Linked DNA regions of Pan troglodytes: region 2 is linked to region 1. A link is a contact called in public HiChIP or PLAC-seq data. All regions are on one chromosome and are shown on one strand. The core of a region is the stretch at or near the end of the contact, and the rest is flanking DNA. Distances in the headings are between cores, read along the strand shown.

What was found. HiChIP or PLAC-seq counts read pairs in DNA pulled down with a chosen protein or histone mark.
Region 2: an H3K4me3 HiChIP or PLAC-seq map of stem cell-derived excitatory neurons shows a contact between it and region 1, with 6 times the contacts expected there. The contact joins the promoter of ABCA1 here to the promoter of SLC44A1 in region 1. A contact is called at or near these places in 1 of 7 Hi-C or Micro-C datasets (stem cell-derived neural progenitor cells) and 1 of 1 datasets of contacts at active chromatin or transcription factors (stem cell-derived excitatory neurons).

What each region holds. Positions count from the first base shown.
Region 1 is chr11:33,183,907-33,188,878 of NHGRI_mPanTro3-v2.0_pri, reverse strand. SLC44A1 (solute carrier family 44 member 1) reads left to right here and starts at 3,518. Exons shown (of 16, transcript XM_009457052.5): 1 at 3,518-3,651. The coding sequence starts at 3,616.
Region 2 is chr11:33,506,018-33,510,959 of NHGRI_mPanTro3-v2.0_pri, reverse strand. ABCA1 (ATP binding cassette subfamily A member 1) reads right to left here and starts at 3,464. Exons shown (of 50, transcript XM_016961357.4): 1 at 3,244-3,464.

The DNA.
Region 1 (4,972 bases), core at 2,269-4,768:
AGAATTGCCAGTCTTGCTGAATACAATGTTGTCTTTTTCTGTTGCATGCCTGAGTTAGGGAAAGCTCTCTTCAGGTAAAGTGGATTTCTAACTTCTGGTTTAACTGGGAGGCTGAGATACATTTCTACCTTCTCAAATAGAGACTGCTCTTGCCTCTCTGGCAATGAATGAACAGTTACAGCCCTTGGTTACAATTAGTTTTGGCTTTTGGAGCATCTCCCTGGGGTGATATGTGAATGCTCAGGAGGAAGAGGTTGTGAGGCAAATCTGGAAGCTAGGGCTCTGCTGAAGCAAATAAGCTCTTGTGGGATGTGACTGTGAGCACAGTATGTGCTAAAATGTAAATAACACAGCCACAGCACCAAATGCCACGGTTTTTAAATTAAGAGGACTATTTTGAGCAGTTATAGACATATACATGTAGAGACGCATTTGTATTTCTGTTACCCCAAAACCTGAAATCATGTGAACAACAAGTCAGGCTTCATAAAAATCATTGGAAAGACCATTAATTCAATGTTTTCCCTCAGTGAGTGACCAGCACCAAGACCTCCATCTGAAGCTGGAACCCTTGGAATTCACACAGCCAATTACGCAATACCAGACCACTGGGAAGCATTTCTGGCTGGCTCAGCTGGTGATCCGATTTTACCCTGCAGCACCCAGATTGATAGACCTTATAATTTTATCCTGGTTAGCGCAGATGGTTTTTACATAAGTTTCTAAAAACCTCCTTTCTCCCAAAAGAAAAAGAAAAAAAAACCTAAGCCCCTAAGAAGGGGCTTGCCCTGGTAACATCTCACCATGGTAGATAAGTACCCTGATCACTGGCTTAAGAAAAAAACAAATCCCTTTTGTGATTTCTGAGTTTGCTGTGGTTTAATTTCATTGAATGCTGTGTGTACTTGTTTATAAGAGTGAAAAGGAATAGTAATTTGCCCCCTCTCTAAATCACTCCTTTTACGAGGCTTTTTTTGGGCATGAGGGGGATGGGAAAGAGACTCATTCTTAGAAGGTACAGCATATCAATGCAAGAGCTGTTAGTTTCCCTCATGCTAATGACGAAGTATAATTTTGAAACATCACATTCATATGCATATATGGTGCATACATACATAATTGGTGTATTTGCAAAGCACCTTGCAGAATCTTAGAACTCTTAGTTCTATTAACCCTTAAAGGGAAAACCAGAGTTCAGATCAGTCAAGCACAATGGACTGTGCTTGCTATCAATTATATTCACCCATTATCTATGTCTAGGAAAGAGATCTCTAAAAAAGCAAAACACATTTTATGAAGCACTGCCACAGTCTGTTACGCATTTATCTCCTTCTACATTTCCAATTACAGAATAAGCACTAGCTACTACACGGAACGGCAGCACTAGCCAAAAAGATTTTTCTAATCTGAGAGAAATGCTCCCATATTGACTCTGCAAAGAGAAACAACTCCCCTTTCCTTGACTATAAAGAAGGAAGACAGATGGCTTCTTGTTTAGGACTGTAATTTTACTTTCAGCCTCCTCCCCGAGTTAAAAACAAGATGTACTTTTCTGGCTTTGAGGGAAAATCTCAAGGGAATGTTTTTTATTCTTGGCTGCACTGAATAATTCAACAAACATTTGAGAGAGCTGAGGGAGATACAAAGGAGAAAATACTTTTCCTTGTTCTCAGGGAGTTTACAATCTAATTCTGGAGTTTACAACCAGAATTGGGACTAGAACCATTAGTTTTATGTCTTCACTTGTATTTATTGGTTTAATGGTTATGGGAAACACATGTAGGATTCGCCAGCTCCGTGGTATGGTGGACCCTCTGATTAACTCGAAAGGAAACTAGAAAGAATGCAGAAGAATTCAAGATCTCAAGCAGTTGAGTACTTGCTGACCTAGCAGCACTTTCTTATGTTATTTAATCTTGACCACAAGCCTTTGCAGTCATCCCTGCTACCAGCATTTCACAGAAGAGGACAATGAGATTTGGAGAGATAACTCGTCCACAGTCACGAACTCAGGAAATGGCATAGGAAAACATCAATTAGGAATTCTTCTTCCCTGGCCCTTTCTGTAGCTGTCCCCTTACAGGCTACCATTCCAACTTTCCTTGGCTTAGATTCCCTTTCAGTGCATGTAAAGTCAATTTAATTCTGTGTTCTTTTCTTCCCTCTACACTTTAACTAATCTTTAAAACTTGATGTCTCATATTTGGTCAATCAGTCCTTTTGGAAGTCTCACTCCCTTGAAGCTTTGCAAATAAAGTTTTTCTTTTCTTTCCTGTGGCTGTCTTTTGAGACATTCTTTGACAAGATGAAATGACATATGAAGGCTATAACAGTGCCTGATAATGTGGGGGTTTTTTTAAACATCATTATCTGTAGTTTTATTTCTTTCACTTTTTAACTGTTTTCACCTCATACTGTATTTCCTAACGACTCGTTTGGAATTGTAAATTTCTTGAAGGTAGTTACCACGTCTACTCTAACTTGTTGCTACTTCCTTGAGTCTTACTGATTTAGCAACAGGAACTTGTTAAGTCTCTTTTGTTCGCCTCTTTATTCCCAGTACCAGTCACTGGAACGTAGTGTGTCTTCAGTAAGTATTTTTAATATGAATAAATTAATGTCCCCTTATTGTTTTTTGTAGACTATCCTGTATAAGAAAGTTTAGCTTAGATCCAGTATGGCTTTGACTTGCGCGCCTGGATAACTTTTTGCCTTTTCCTCATTTCTGGCTATTTATTACCATTTCAACCTTGGGGACATTTCATTAGGTTCTTGGTCCCTTTCAAGCCTCAGTTTCCACATCAGCAAAATGGGGACAGTAGCAACAGATGCTTGTTTCTTCCCGTCTTCTTATCACCTATTCCTTCTCCAGGAAAGGTTTCTTGTGTACGCTTTCCTCTGGAGAAAAAAACAGCCGACGGAGCGGTAAGAAGCCATCAGGATCCTGAGTTGTGCGTCCAGTAGGGAGAGGGAGAAGTCCCGCTTGCCTCCTAGATCCGGAAGCAATCCGGCCCCTTTTTGGCAGCGAGTTGGCCCGGTCTTTGGCTGCCTCAGACCGCGTTGCCCTCCAGCCTCGAGGCAGAGAGCTGCCTCGGTGCCACAGCTAAATAAGCCCGGCGCCGCGCAGCCTCTGACACGCGCGGAAGGGCCCGGCCTTGTTCTGGCTGCCGCCGCCCTGCCACCCGCACGGCGCTGCACTGGGGGCGGGGAGTCTGATGGGAGACGCGCGCGGCGCTGAGGAGGCGGCGGCCCGGGAGAGGGAGCGGGAGAGGGACTGGGCGCGGGAGGCGGGAGGCGGGGGGACAGAGGGAGGCGCCGCCGCCGCCGCCGCCCGCCCCTTTCCGCTGGGGAGCAGCTGCTGCAGCAGGAGCAGAGCAGGAGACGCGTAGCCGCCGCCGCCGCCGCCGCCGCCGCCGCCGCCGCCGGGGGATGTGGCCGGCGCCTGCCCCTAGCCGCGCCGCCTCTTGAGTACCAGCCGCCGCTGCAGCCGCCGCCGCCGCCTAGCCGTGCGGTGCCAGGCCGCGCCCTCCCCGGGCGCCCGCCGGCTCGCATGCCGAGGGGCTCCGGGGCGTAGCTGCGCGCCCGGCGCCGCCTCCGGGCTCCTTCGGCCCCGCCATGGGCTGCTGCAGCTCCGCCTCCTCCGCCGCGCAGGTGAGGGGCTCCCGCCTCCCGGCCGCCCGCCCGGATGCCTCCCGTGCGCCGCGTCGCGCGGCGGGCGGCCGCCGCCCGATACCTCTCGCTGTCCCCAGCCTCCCCTGAGCGCACCGTGCAGTCCAAAGACCCCCACTCCGCCTTTCCGTCCGCCGGGTCCCGCCGATGCCCGTGCGCTGGCTCCGCGGCTGCCGACTCGCAGGCGCCTCTGCGCGGCGCCTAGTGCGCCCTCAGCTCTTACCGGCCCCTTCCCCAGTCGGCCCCCTCCTCCCAGTCACACCTGAGCGGCCCGTCCCGCCCGCCTGCAGGTAGAGGCTGCACTGGCGCCTCCTCTGCCCCAGGTGGCATCCCCTTCCCTGTTCTTCCGGGCCTGGCTCCTCTCTTCCACCTCCGTGGAGTCTCCCCGCCATCCGCCGCCCGTTTTCTGTGCTCCTCGCAGGTGTACCCCCAGCAAGAGCTCTTCACCTCTCCCACCGAATTCCAGTTTCTGCTTCATTAGATATTCTGTCCCTTTTCTCTTGCCCGCTGCCCCCTGGCTGGGTTCAGATGGTTTCAGCGGGTCCCGGAGCCCTTCCACGGCCCGCTCCGCAGACCTCGCTTGCACCCCATCCCCCCTTAGTGCCGTGACCCGGGCCCCGCGGCCTCCGCGCACTCGGAGGCCCCTGCGGGAGCGCCGACTCTGGGCTGGGAAGGAGATTGGGCACCTGGTGGGTGACGGGAGCGCTACGGAAACTCCCTCTTTGTTGCCAGTGTAACAGGAGGAAGAGGTTCCGAATTTAGTTTTTCTGTGGGCACTGGCTGAATGTTGTCGCTGAGGGCTGAGATGCAGAGATTTCTCTCAGCTTCTACCCTGCCCCCATCCAAATTTCGCCAACCTCCTTCTCTCGGATCCGAGCCCTTAACCTGGGTGGAAATGTTTAGACAACTGTACGAGAATCAAATGTAATAGAACTCGACTACTGGCCACTAATAACTGAGAGGACCTGTTTGTAAATTACCTAATTTAGTGGTTTAGCGAGTGTATTTACAAATACTATAAAAAGCAATCAGGAATACTGCATCAAACTGTCTTGTGGTGGTGTATGAAAAATAGGCTCTGACAACGCCTGGGATGTAATCTCACAGTTTCATTAGCGTAGTTTCATTAACTGTGGACTGTGATTTGTTTGTTTTAGGGGGCAGAAAAGGGCTCTTGTTTTTAGAAATAAAGGATGGTTGGTTCTTGGTGAAGAAAAATGCTAGTTTGGGGGGAAAAAATTCCTCCAGAAATCTAGCATCTGTGATAATGCCAGAAGTGTTTTTGCTGCTGCTAAATGACTAT
Region 2 (4,942 bases), core at 2,215-4,714, 320 kb before region 1:
CATCTAGATATCTTCATAATTAGAAGAGTCTATCTAAGGTAATGTTCACTTATTCTAGGAGCTAAAAATGAAAACAGTGAAGACCTTAATTTGTAGCCACTACATATATAGCTTAAGTATCCCGGCTTATGGGAGAGAAGATCCCTTTAAAAAAAAAATTTTTAATGGAAAAATATCCCAACCAACTCCTCTCCAAAAAGGTAAGTACTACAGAAGATAATAAAAAGCTAAGTCACTGAACTTCTTCAGTTTCATTCATTTTTTTATGTTTACAATGGGACTTCCTTGAGCAGAAGGAACCAACCCTTGAAAACAATCAATTCCTGATCACTCTTTTCCAATCCTGCACTAATGCACTGTCTCACACAAACCGAAAATATGTTCTAAGTCAAAATGTGTCCAGGGGTCGGGCGCGGTGCCTCACGCCTGTAATCCCAGCACTTTGGGAGGCCGAGGCGGGTGGATCAAGAGGTCGGGAAATCGAGACGATCCTGGCCAACATGGTGAAACTCTGTCTCTATTAAAAATGCAAAAATTAGCCAGGCATGGTGGCATGCGCCTATAGTCCCAGCTACTCAGGAGGCTGAGGCAGGAGAATCTCTTGAACCCAGGAGGTGGAGGTTGCAGTGAGCCGATATCGTGCCACTGCACTCCAGCCTGGGAAACAGAGCGAGACTGCATCTCAAAAAAAAAAAAAAAAAAAAAAATGTGTCCAGGGTCCATTATAGGCCTGCACTCGTAGAAATACGAGGGTTGAGATTTCAAATGCTCATCTGCAGGGGAGACAACATATCACAGGTGTCCAGGTTACAGTCAGATATGTCATTCTGGAACACTATGCGGGTGCTCAAATACAGACTCCTAAATTGCTCTGACAACAGTAGCAATTCTAGTCCCTTAAATGGCTTGTAGTCATCGTGAAGGCTGAAGACCCTCTTCCCCGGTCCTTCTGATTGTAAACCAATGTTTTCCTAAAATTCCCTAGCATTAATTATTTTAATGGTTTGTGGAATTATTTAATGGTTTGTGGAAGCACTTGGGAAACAGGCTGACAATGGAAACTTTGTATTTGAAAAATATTGTAATATCTGTAGAGGTTCTACTCAGGAATACTTTCCATGCTTCCATACTTTCTCTGATTTAGGAGAAAGTTTCTCAAGAGAATGATACTCTCAACAGAAACGGAAAGTTTCTCAACAGAAAGCCTCCATTATTTTTGTGGTAGGTATGAGAAGAATAGGTTGAAATAAAAGGGGAGATGAAAACTTAAGGACTTTAAGTTCTGTTTGAAAAGAAGATCATAATTTAAGTCTGGGTTCTAAACTACCTACGGCCGTTAAAAAAAAAGAAAGAAAAAAACATCAAGAAAATTCCACTCTTTAACTTGGGGGAAATTTTTGTGAGGTTCTCTTCGTGGGAAGCAGGGATTCGGCCATGGAGGGCAAGTGACTTCCTGATTTCAGTACCCAGAAGGTTTTTTTAAATATGAAATTTGTCCACTATGAGATGAATGTGTATATACTACCCATTCTCTTCTTGAAATGTCAATGAAAAGTCGGATTTTAAAAGCTAATGGTATCAGTGCTGCAAAGGCAGGCCAATTACTGCCAGTGCCAGACAACTTTTTTCTTTGTTTATTTTTAATCTTATTTCTTTGTTTCTTTTTGATAAAAGATATACCTAAAGAGGCACCTACACATAACCCTGGCACCGTCCGCCGCCCCAAGAACCTTCCTGCTTTACCAATGGCCCGGGAGTTGGCAAACACGCTAACAAAAAAAAAAAAAAAAAAAAAAACGGGCTTTCGCCTCAACCTCATAGTTCCTCCCCGTCTGCAACCACCGGTCTTCACCGGATTCACAGTCGGAACCGCGAGCAAAGACACCTAGTAGAGCCGGCCGATTCCTAGGTCCTCCGGCCAGGAGGCGCTGCGGGCCAGTCTCCGGGGGCCACCGCAGCCCCCGCGCCCAGCAACCCCACCCTCACGGCAGAGCCCAGCCCAGCCCCGCGGCGGAGCTCCGAGTTCTGCGCCGTCCGCCGGGGTTACTCCCGGTCATTCCACGGCACCACCTCGGCCCAGCTTCCCCATCTGCGCCCAGGCAGAAGCTGCCCCGAGAGACCAGCGGCAACGGTCTGGAAGATGGGGCTGCAGGGAACGTGGGAGAGGCAGGATTGGGCACCCCACCTCCGGGTCTCCGCAGGCTCTCCTAAGTCTTGTTTTTAAAAGAAACAAAACTCGGCCGCGCGCGGTGGCTCACGCCTGTAATCCCAGCACTTTGGGAGGCCGAGGCCGGTGGATCACCTGAGGTCGAGGGTTCGAGACCAGCCTGGCCAACAAGTTGAAACCCCGTCTCTACTAAAAATACAAAAATTAGCTGGGTGTGGTGACGCGCCTGTAATCCCAGCTACTCAGGAGGCTGAGGCAGGAGAATCGCTTGAACCCGGGAGGCGGAGGTTGCAGTGAGCGGAGATCGTTCCATTGCACTCCAGCCTGGGCGACAGAGCGAGACTTAAAGGAAAGAAAAAAAAAAAAAAGGAAAGGAAACAAAACTCGTCCGCGCTCTGCGCCAGGGACACCAGCTCAGCTGAGCGCACGGAGACTGTAGGCAGGACCTCCCTACCCCTCAGGTCAAACAAAGACCCAAGGCCTCTAGTGAGCAATAGCACCACGGACCGTTTGGGACACCTCCAACTCGAGTTCCCGGATTCACAGTCCGGGACTGTGCCGCTCCAGTCCCGGGGAGCATATAGCCAATTCCCAGGTCAGAACAGACCAGCTTCTTAAGAACCGAGTGAAGACTCAGTGCTGGCATTTGTCTCCGTAGGTACTGGCCGACCTGCAACCAGAAGGGTTTCTAGCCAGCTCAGGGCCCTCCGAACAAAGCAGCGCTCGGTGCCGGACCTGCAGCTCTCCCCACCCGGCAGCAGCGCCCTCAGCACGCCCGCGAACCCCCGACCCCTCTGAGTCCGGGGTACTGCGCCCGGGTCTCCACGCCCAGAGATGCTCCCCGGTCTCCACCGCCGGGCAAGCCCCAAGCGCAGCAGCGCAGAGCCCTGGGGTCACCAGAGCTCGTACTAGGACATCGTCTCCCCATTTAACACCGCCTCCGGTCCCATCTGAGTTGCAAGTGGTGGGGATGTGGGGCTCCGGATCAAAGTCCCCGAAACCGAGCGCTTCCCGAAGCCTCCTTGGCCTCGAAACAAAACAATAACGCCCAAGTAAGTCACTGGAGAGCCTCTTACCTGTTTTCCACTTTTGTGTTTGCGTCTCTTTCTCCTACCCCTTGACAAGGCTTCCGGAGAAGGGGAGAAAACAGAACCGGGGAAAAAACAAGGAGCAAAGCGTCCTGAGAACCGGCTCTGTTGGTGCGCGGAGCTCCCCGCCCTGCCCTGCCGCAGCCCGGGAGAGAAGGGTCGGCTCGGCTCTGCGGGTCCCGGCCCCACTCACTCTCGCTCGCAATTACGGGGTTTTTGCCGAGACTAGTTCCTTTTATAGATTCGGCTGCACCGAGCGCAGAGGTTACTATCGGTCAAAGCCTGTGCTCTCCCTCCTCCCCGCCCCCTTCCCGGCCTCTGTTTATGTAGTTCAGTCACTCAGCAGAAAGCACGTGGAGCCGGGGCCCGCCCCTTAAACGGGCGACGTTCAGCCGCCCACGACACATCTAGGGGGTTGGGGGGAGGTGGGTGGGGTGGGGTGGGGGTGGAGGGTACAGCAGGTGTCTTACGGTCCGCGGTCTGCGTCCCCTTCCCCCGCCCGGGCCCGCCGGCCTAAGACGCACGGGAAGCGCTGAGCTCGGGGCTGCGCCGCAGACTCTCTAGTCCACGTTCCCGGCAGCCAAGGGCACCAGTGGAATTTGCTTCCTCTAAATCGTGCTTTCCGCAATTTTTTTTTCCTTTGTTAGTTTCCTCAGCCGGAGGGAGGGATTGGGGGAGAGAGAGCTCGAGGCTGAATCTCCCTCAGGACGCCAATCATTTTGTCTTGTCTTTTGTTTCCTTTCAAAGGCCTAGGCTGGGGTGAGGGGAAGGCGGACAGTCCTCTGGGTAATGGGCTGCTTTTGTTTTCCCCCCACAAACCTGGACTTTGATTTTTGATAGGCGACCTACTGCCTTGGAGATTCCCAGCCTGAGCTCCCCAGGTCCCTCAGAGGACCCGAGAGGAACATCTTACTGCTTCTCTTCATAAATCGAGAGGAAGGAGGCCACAAAAACCAAAAAAGAAACAAACAAACAAAAACACAGAACAATATGGACCAGCCCCCTTTTAATTTCATTATATTGATCAGCCTCCCTGTGATAAAAACACAGGACTTGTATTTAGTTTGTATACATTTGTGAAGTGCAGCCAGAGAATTGCAGTCGTGTAAAATTATGTAGCCACTCCAGACCTCCAACTTCTCTGTTTGCCTTTGGCTGTAGGGGAGCAAAACTACCCAAAACACTGGAGGGGCAAAAAAAAAAAAAAGGCAAGAGTAGGAATGCAGGCCTACACACCATATGTCTAAATATTTAAGTCATCCATCAAGCCAACAAACTAAATGTCACCTCATTCTGGCCAAAACTCAGGTCAAACTGTGAAGAGTCTAAATATGAATCTGCCCTGAAGGGCAGATTCATAGAAGACTCAGGACAGACCCGTAGAAGAGGCCCAAGCAGGCCCTGGAAGTGCACGTGGAGGCCACAAGGTCTCCTACTTTGACAAAGATACCTTTGTAGCCACCTTGAAGGGCAGATTCACATTTAGACTCTTCACAGTTTAACCTGAGTTTTGGCCAGAATGAGGTGGCATGAGAGAGCTGCCCCAAGCCTACTTCTCTTCCCACCTCCAGCTCCATCATATTCCAGAACTCCCACCACCTGCATGCAGACATTCAGCTGCACAAGCCCCCTCCATGCTACAGTCAACAGGATCTCCAGGCCACGGCTCAAGCCCAGGTACTCACAT